2 separate regions of the Mus musculus genome follow, and region 2 is linked to region 1. A link is a contact called in public Hi-C data. All regions are on one chromosome and are shown on one strand. The core of a region is the stretch at or near the end of the contact, and the rest is flanking DNA. Distances in the headings are between cores, read along the strand shown.

The links. A called contact is a pair of places that touch in the nucleus more often than the background predicts.
Region 2: a contact with region 1 is called in a Hi-C map of regulatory T cells, with 3 times the contacts expected there. The contact joins the promoter of Pcyox1 here to the promoter of Tex261 in region 1. A contact is called at or near these places in 1 of 484 Hi-C or Micro-C datasets (regulatory T cells) and 1 of 115 datasets of contacts at active chromatin or transcription factors (astrocytes).

Annotation. Positions count from the first base shown.
Region 1 is chr6:83,773,391-83,777,959 of GRCm38.p6, reverse strand. Tex261 (testis expressed gene 261) reads left to right here and starts at 2,148. Exons shown (of 6, transcript NM_009357.2): 1 at 2,148-2,306; 2 at 2,863-2,942; 3 at 4,097-4,250. The coding sequence starts at 2,237. Gm52907 (predicted gene, 52907) reads right to left here and starts at 2,025. Exons shown (of 2, transcript NR_168047.1): 1 at 1,734-2,025.
Region 2 is chr6:86,394,684-86,399,252 of GRCm38.p6, reverse strand. Pcyox1 (prenylcysteine oxidase 1) reads left to right here and starts at 2,103. Exons shown (of 6, transcript NM_025823.4): 1 at 2,103-2,280; 2 at 3,133-3,339. The coding sequence starts at 2,169.

The sequences.
Region 1 (4,569 bases), core at 899-3,398:
GTTCTGAAGAAAGACCAGAGGACACATCTACATTTCTTCCCTCCATGACTTAAAGATTTTTATGGTTTGTTTTGAGACAGGGTTTCACTATGTAGCCCTGACTAACCTGGAACTTTGTATGTAAACTAGGCTGGCCTCAAACTCACAAAGATCCACCTGACTTTGTTTCCCAAGTGCTGGGACTAACAGCATGCACTACTGTGTGTGGCCTATTTATTTTTAAGTATGTATTTGTGTGTCTGTGTAGGGTATGTGCACTTGGGTATAGGCTTCCAATGAAGACAGAAGCCTCAGGTTCACCTGGACCTGGATTTATGGGTGGTTGTAAACTACCTGACGTGTGTTGGGAAATAAACTTGGGTCCTCTGCAAGAGCAACATGTGAGCTTAGTCACGGAAGCATCTCTCCAGCCCAGTTCCTTTTTTGTTTTGTTTAGGAATGAGCACTTACTTTGTGAATCAAGAAATCTGACTCTGTGTGTGATATGTGTATGGTGGCACATACCTGTTGGGGGTCTAGGAATTGCCACACAAGCCACTCAGACACTGATCTTGGTCTACTAGGGATGGTTTACTGAATGCCACATCCCAAGACTTATTGAGTCAGGCTCAGGAGACAAACCATGACTCCAAGTTAAGATCCTCCAGGGTTGTAAAGCCCCAAGCCGCAAACATCTTGTGCCATGTTATTTCACCAATCAGGATTTAGGGATGGGGAACTTCCTTAGGAAGATGTCTTTGTGTACACTTGTCCTGCTCCCATTGGTTAGGGTATTCAACGGCTGCAGGGAACTTGCCTTTGTCTAAAATTCATGTCTTAACTTGTCTACCAGGATGGGACTTGTTTTGACTAAAATTCATATCTTAACTTGTTAACCAGGATGTCAGCTGCCCACATACCTGTCTCTCTCTGCCAATTAGGAAGTCAGTTCCCAGGGAAGTCTTGGGAACTTAAACTTTACTTGACCCCTACTCAAAATGGAGGGGGGGTCTTATTTTAAATAGTTTCTTATATCTCTTATGTTGGGGTTCATCCCAGGGGCAGCTTATAACAGCAAATCCCATAAAAGCTTATAGTCAGGTGCAGAAAGTATTGTTGGATGGTCACTTCAGACCCAAACTTGCTGTGAGTAACCATGCAAAGCATTTCTATTTAGATTGGTTTCCCAGGGCACAGAACAAAACAGAATACATAACCAATCCTGGCATTAGAAAGTTTCCTAGTAACAGTAGAAACATGAGCAAGTTTCCTTATAATGGCAGGCTGGCCAGGTGACAGTTACCTAGGCCTTAATATTGTACCTAGTCCTTAACATATAATATCTACCATTCCAGCACTCAAAACTACTTAGTGTCACCAAGGCCAGCCTGGAGGCACATAAGGCTGTTTCAAAAAAAGAAAAGATCTTTGCATGATGTTTCTACACCTTTAATCCCAGGATTTGGGATAAAGCAGAGGCAGGCTGGTCTCTGTGAGTTCAAGGTTAGCCTGATTTACATAGCAGGTTGCAGGACTACATAGAGACCCTTAATCAAAACAGACAAAACCAAAACCAAAGTTATATTTTGCCCTAGTACGGAGACTCCACACATCTGAAACCCTACCAATTGAGAGCTGGAGATGGGAGAGTTGACAGTTCAAAGGCCAGCCTGAGCTATGAGACCCTCCCTTTCTGAAAATAACAAACAAAAAGTTTGTTTGAGATAAGAGGCTTGTTGGCACTCTGAGCTTACCTGTGTCAGCCACTAGGTGGTGCTCTCTCAGATGATTACCTGCGGTGTCGCAAGTACAGTCAGTGCTTAGCTGTTGCTTTAGTCCCCACGCAAAAGTGAAGACCTGCATTGCAAAAGACCTCAGCCTAGAGGGAGAGTTAAGGCTGAAGGTGACCATTTAAAGGCACCTGGGATTCCAGATTATGCGGCTTCCTAGTGTGTGACCTGAGAGAAGGGAATCTTCCTCTCCCAGAAAATTAGGATCCAAGGCTGTGCGGAGCAGGCTTGAGCCAGGATTGGTTCCAATCAATCTGGGCTCTGTGTAGGCGCTCCGTACCGGGTGCAGCGCGATTTCGATCCTCCGAGCCGGTTAGCGGCGCTCGCGGGCTTGGCGGGGGCGCAGGGGCCGCGGCGCTCCGCCCTGCTCCTCTCGGCGTCCTCTGGGCGGGGACAGCACGGCGGCGGCCGCTCAGTGTCGCGGGAGCCGGACCGCGCAGGCCCGTCCCGGCGGCCCGGGGGGCGCCATGTGGTTCATGTACGTGCTGAGCTGGCTGTCGCTGTTCATCCAGGTGGCATTCATCACTCTGGCCGTCGGTGAGAGCGCTGACCCGGGCCGCGCGCGCCCCGATGCCCCGAGCCGCCAACCGCTGCTGCTCTTTGCAGCTGGGCGCTGACGACCCCGAGCTGGTCCTACTGGACCTCTGCGGAACCTTCCGGTGGGGATGCTTGGTTCCCGAGACGCATCCTTGCTCTTGGAGCCCTGAGCTCCCTACTCAGCCTGTCCCCTCCAGCTGGGACAGGGGGAAGGCCCCTGTCTGTCTCACCCGGCTGTGTGCTAGTGTACAGCACCCGGCCTGTAAACTAAGTGTTCTGCAGGTGTTGATTGACGAGTGAAGTTTAAGGTTCCCGGAACAGAGGTTAACTTTATGCTGTGCGGTCAAATCCAATATTTCTACAGTTGTCTTGGCAAAGTTCTATCTACTTGTGCAGATGAGAAGGACATCCCAGGGGTGCTTTGGCTTGTTCCCGACTTCCTGGAGTCTGAGGAGGGTTGGTGGGGGACTACAGGATGAGCAGGCTGGTGGGAGTGTCCCTGGCTGATCTCTTCCTGTTTGTCCCCCTCCCTCTGGGACCCCCTTCTCCTACCCAGCGGCTGGACTGTACTACCTTGCAGAGCTGATAGAAGAGTACACGGTGGCCACCAGCCGAATCATCAAATACATGATCTGGGTAAGTGGCCGCTTTTCCCTGGAGTAGTCACCCAGGGCTTGTTTGCCCTACATCAGAAACAGGAAGTGGGGACTGTTTGAGCTGGGGCTGTTTTGGTGCTGAGAACCCAGGATCTGAGGGTGTCCCACTTGCTTCCCTGCCCTGCAGTCTGCACTCCTGGGTCCAGATCACCCCTGGCCCTCCAGCCTCAGGTGGCATAGTTTCACAACCTACTGCCATTCCTTAAGGTGACAGTGCAGATATTTCATTGATAGGTATTCATGGCTTCGCTTTCCTGTGTCTGTCTCACAGTGTCCACGGTCTCTAACACCAGGTCCCCAATCCCAGCCCAGGCTTAGAACTTATAGGGACAATAAGGACAGTTTGTAACGCTTAGTTAGCTATTGCCCTCTCTCCACTCAGTGTCATTTGTCCTAAGGGAGAATGTCCAGCCCTTTCTCTTCCCTCATGGAGGTTTCTTTTCCTGAAGACTTGGTCCCTGTCCCTGTTAGAGAGGCTGTGAGGAAGACTGAGGTGCGGGGGGGGGGGGGGGGGAGGATACCTTTGGACAGAAAAGTTCACCTTTCAGTCGCCTAAAGTCTGCAGCTACTTTCACTCTCAACGTAGCCTGGGGTTGTAGTTTGTGGTAAAGACAGGGCTACAGCCAGCTCATTGGCTCAGTCTGTGGGTGTGGTTGGGATAGCAATTAGACCTTTCATCACCGACAACCGAAGCCTTTCTCAGACTGCCTGCTGGATTCATCACTGAGTTACGTAATTGATTCAGTAGATCATGCTTAGCATTCAAGGAAGCTATGAAATGGGACATGGGGGTACAGGCATGCATGCGGCCTTCGGTTAGATCCTCAGCTCCAGCTCCAAAAACAGTGCTAACAGTAAAAACGAGAGCAGGCAAAGTGAGTGTGCGCTCTGTCACACGTTGGGTATGTGTTTGGTGGAGTGCTGTATAAAATGTTTTTTTTTTCTTACTTTGGATCACTGTCTAAAATGTTTTAGAAGTGGCCTTCAGAGAGACCACCTTTTTGAAAGCTGAGTGTGGTTTCTGTGAACCGAGAAAACCAAAGTGCATTTGTAACAGCGCTGTGCAGAGCAGGCAGGGACTGACTGTCCCGGAGGCCTAAAGGTCCCCTGAGCCAGCGCCTCTGCCTGTTTTAGTTCTCCACAGCAGTGCTGATCGGCCTCTACGTCTTTGAGCGTTTCCCCACCAGCATGATTGGCGTGGGCCTTTTCACCAACCTCGTCTACTTTGGCCTTCTCCAGACCTTCCCCTTCATCATGCTGACGTCACCTAACTTCATCCTGTCATGCGGTGAGAGGGGGCAAGCAGGGAGGACTTGATGTGACTAGATGTGGGCACTCTGTCCCAGACACTGACCTGATACTGGGGAGGGGAGCACCTGAGCAGCGGCTGAGGTCCTACAGGAGGCCACACTGCTGCTCGTTCCTGAGGACCCTAGAGCCTGTCCCTGCCTAGTCCTCATGAGGGGAAGGGCTCCAGCCATGAGGACCTTGCCAAAGAGTCAAGTTAGAAGGAGGGTTTGGGAAAGAAGAGAAGCACACTATTTCCTGTCCCTGGAAAGTCACTTCTCATCCCGGAGTGACTCTGTTAGACCCAGTTGATTCATGCG
Region 2 (4,569 bases), core at 854-3,353, 2.6 Mb before region 1:
CTGCCCTGACTAGCCAGCTTTTACCTTAGAGATAGAGTCTCCCACTAAACTGGGAGCTTGCCAATTAGGTTAGGTTGCCTGGCCAGCAAGCCCTAGGGACCATCCTGTCTTTCTGCTTTGGGATTATAGTCACGTGCTTCTGAATCCAGATCTTTTTCATGGGCTCTAGGGAATCTGAACTCAGGTTCTCATGCTTGCAAACCTAGCATTTTACCCAGTGAACCATCTCCTCAGAATTCATTCTGAGTACACACTGTGCGTGCATGTGTGCGTGCGTGTGTGTCTTATAGTATGACATCAGTTTAGGGGAGAGGAAAAAAATAATTTTCTTCATTTTTATGATTCCTTATTTAGGACAGACCCCTGTAACAAAACCACATCAACAAGAGAACAATAACCCAAACAGTGGCATAGCCCTTTAATCTCGGCACTCAGGAGACAAGAGGCAGGCAGATCTCTTTGAGTTAAAGCCCAGCCGAGGCTACATAGTGAGCTCTGTCTCAGTAAATAAGAGAAAAACAGACAGAAAATTGAGAGCTTCTCCAAGGAATGAACAGCTCTCCAGAAGCTGGCTTAGGATACAAGTCGCCTTCAAAGGATAGTCAGTTTTTAGAGACATGACAAGGCATAAGGTGGCAAAGAAGAGTTTGAGTTCTTAGGGCTGGAAACCAAGAGAAGGCAAATAATATATGGCAGGAGAAAGGCTCCGGGGTCAGGCTTGTTATGTGAATTTCTTACTGGTGAAAGTTTGTGAAATCCCAGCACACAAGAGGTAGAAAGGGTTACTTGAGATTCTGTTTGAAAAAACAAAGATCTGTGGAAAAACCAAAACTACAAGATATTGACAGGTCTCAGCTGACTAGAAGTGAGAACACCTTGTTCTATAACATAGCACAGCTCTTCCTACATCTGGAGGAGAAGCCTGGCTCTTTAGACTGCCCAGGGCAGAGGAAGGCAGAAGCTGGAAACAAAGAGCTGACTGGTTTTGAAGTTATGCTCTTTGGGAAGGTTGAAGCATAGGGGACATCGTTCTCGGATCTGCTAACAGAGGCATGTCACCAGCTCCCTTTCCTATGAAGGTCAACCAGAAAATTTAGTTTCACCTCTGGTAGCACGCAGCTTCCGATGGGGATTCCCCATTGAGTTGGCATGCTGTCCATCCATCCAGCCCAGTAGCTCAGGCCAAACTAATGGCTTCCTAGGAATTTTACTTAAGATGTCTAAAATTGCCTTTGGTGATAAACCCACATCCCTCAGGTAGAGAAGGGAGGATCCCTTTGTCCTTGTGTGTATGTTTATTTTTATTTATGTGTTTGTGTGTGTTCTGGTGCCCTGGAAGGTCAGAGGAGGGTGACAGTTCCCCTGGCACTGCTGGCACAGGCAGTTGTAAGCCTCAGAAACAGAACTCAGTAGCACTCTTAGCCACTGAGTCATTTCTCCAGTGCTTAAAATTTTGTTATGCTTACAAGTGTGCCAGAGGAAGGTCCGGTGGAATAAATAGCAGGAAGTGCTCTTAACTACTGAGCCATGTCTCCAGCACCCCCACTCTCCCATACACACTCAGTGTTTTGTTTTTAGGCAATTGGAGGAAAGTAGACAGCATTTCTTGTTTTTGTGTCTTCTCTAGTGTCTTCAACTTGGAAACAGACCGTATGTGAGAGGCCACTTTGGTGTTCTAATTTTATTCGTATGGACGTGGGTCCCGTGTTTTGCTCCTCTTACTTCACAATACCCCATCTCTCTTCCTTTTCTTATCACGCAGCTGAGTCCCTGGAACAAAGTGCTCACTTTAGAAATGTTTGCGGCCGGTTTGCCTGGTTTAGACTGAGATTGGCCACGTGCATTCTCTACAAGCTCGCGATTTTGGGGACTGTAGAGGGCACTTGTGAAGAAGGATGCATCTTCAGGAGAGGCGGGAAAGGAGAGCTGAGGTGGCCCTCAACCTGCGCCTTGGATGTGGGCTTCTGGGACCAGAGTGTACTTCGGGGGCACAGAGGACCAGGATTAGATAACACAAAATCGGCGAGCCTGGGGAGCAAAGGACCTGGGTGGGACGAGTGGGCGTGGTCGTGTGCTCTGGGGCGTGGTCTGGGCGGGGCGAAAGCGCGCAGACGCATAGAGCAGGGTCTGCTGGCGGACCCGCGGTCAGTCTGCAGCTGCGGGAGGCCATGGGGCGCTTCGCCGCTGCATTGGTGGGCTCACTGTTCTGGCTGGGGCTGCTGCTATGTGGTCTGGGCAGTCTGGCGAGCGCCGAGCCCCGGGCCCCGCCGAACAGGATCGGTAGGTGCGGGGGATACAGAGGCGCGGCGATGCCTAGGTCGGTCTTCCCAGGGCTGGGTGGAGATCGGGGTCCGGAGACCGGGCCGTGCGCTCCGAGTCTGGAGGAGTGCCACTGGAGGCGTGTGCTAGCCAGGGACTCGGTATCCGTGCAGCTCCAGCCTGGGAGGCCCTCGGCTCTAGCAGCTGAACGCCCTCAAGAGCCCGCCTCTAGCTGTCCCTGGAGCTAAGTCTGTTTGTCCGGCCGATTGGGGCACGCAGACTCTGCACTGGGACCAGTCTCTCTTCCCCTACCTCCAGATCCCCTCCCCCGAGAAGGACTGGGACCGCCTCCCCGCACCTGCGCTCTGCTTACTGCAACTGCTGCAGCTAGCTGGAGAACCCGGTCTCTTCGTGGCTTTGGTTGCCTCGGGTTTTCATTCCTGGGTGTCTATTCCCATCTGAAGCTGTGTCTTTCGGGATCGTTAATGGTGTTGGGGCCATAGAGAGACAAAGAACAAAGCTGGGCGAAGATGGCGTCTGCTTTATTTAAAATGCGTGCTGGAGGGGCCCATTCATACTTCCCCAGGAATTGGGCACAGCAGGGTCCCTGGGTCCGGTGGTGCCTCCACAAAGACCTGGGAGAACCTTTGGGCATCTTTTGACCAACTGTCAGTTTGTAACTTCATCTATAGCACCTGTCTAGGTTCAGGGAGTCTGTCTTTAAAGAGAACCCCTTCCCTCAGGTTTCCCCAAGCTGTTAGTTTTAGTCTTGAGTAATGGCTATTATTGGTTAATGGCTTTTCAAAAACAAAAGCAACACTGATAGGAGGGGAAACAAACGGTTCCTCTTTTCCTTTCCCCCCCTCCGTATAGCAATAGTCGGTGCTGGAATCGGTGGTACTTCCTCCGCCTATTATCTAAGGAAGAAATTTGGGAAGGACGTGAAGATTGACGTGTTTGAGAGAGAAGAGGTCGGGGGCCGTTTGGCCACTTTGAAGGTGCAAGGTCATGACTACGAGGCAGGGGGTTCAGTCATTCACCCCCTAAATTTGCACATGAAGCGATTTGTCAAAGAGCTGGGTATGTGATTTCATAGCACTAAGCAACACTATGTGTGACTGGCCGTATGTGTTTTCCTAACACAGAGAACTGATGTTTCTGCCTTGTCTTCTACAGAGAAGTTGGTGAAACTGTTTCTCTTGCTGTGGGGTTTAGCAGTTGGTCCCAGCTTAGCATCGAGCCACTCTCCTGTAATGAGACTCTAAGCTATCTGTGTGGCATCAGCTCTCTGGAATTACAGCCATGGGGTTGAGTGAGGGTGGCTGTTGCTGTTAATTCTTTAAAAAAAAAATTAAAAAAAATTTTTTTAAAAGTTATATTTTAGCTATTTATTTTGTATAACTGTGGGGTGGGGGTGTTGGTCTGAGTGCCACAGGGTGTGTATGGAGGTCAGAGGACAATTGATCCAGTCAGTTCTTTTTCTTCTACTGTGTGGGTCTCAGGAATTGAACCCAGGTGCAGTCCATTTGGGGCTGAGCCATGTTGCAGCCCCCTGTTGTCAGTTCTTAAACTTCAGGCTTTGGGTTGAGAAATCAGAGTGCTTTGAGCTAGCAGAGTGTTTTTAGCTCATTCTGCTGCTGAGAAAATGAGATCCATGGGCTTCCAACACTTGGCTTGAAGTCGTTCAGACAGGGTTCAGACATGTACTCACGGGGACACATGACTGACACGTTGTCGGCAGAGGAGCGGGCCATGTTCGGGGAAGGCTGGCAGGCCTGTGCAAGCCTTCTCTTAGGGAATATTGTGTAACTCTGGCCGTTTCCCATTTACCTGAGTTTCCCAGTTTTGCAAAGTTGAGGCTTGCGTAGGATGGGACCTCTCTTACTCCTCGGGTGCCCTTCCCAGCCCTGGCAGAGGCTTTCTTCTCCATGACTGAGACTAGTGGGTTTAGTTTGGTACAGGTATGAGATTTTCTGACCCATCTCCTGCTGTGTCAGTTTGTGGATCGAGCAGTCAGTCCTGTGTCCACACTGTTCTAAAAATAGAACTCTAATGTGTTTCCTGAGACCTGGGAATGGCCCCTAAGTCACTCAGTCCAGAAAGTCCCTAACAGGTCTCCCAAATTCCCTTTTCATTGGACCAGTGTAGAAATCACTGGCCTACCTTTCCTCTAGCTTTGTCTTGTTTTGTATCATTTCAAGATTTATTTATTTATTTTTAAAATTATGTATCTGTGTGTGTGGGGGGGGGGTGGGTGGGTGGTGGTGGGGGGATATATCCATGCAAGAGTTACAGGTGGTTGTGAGCCGC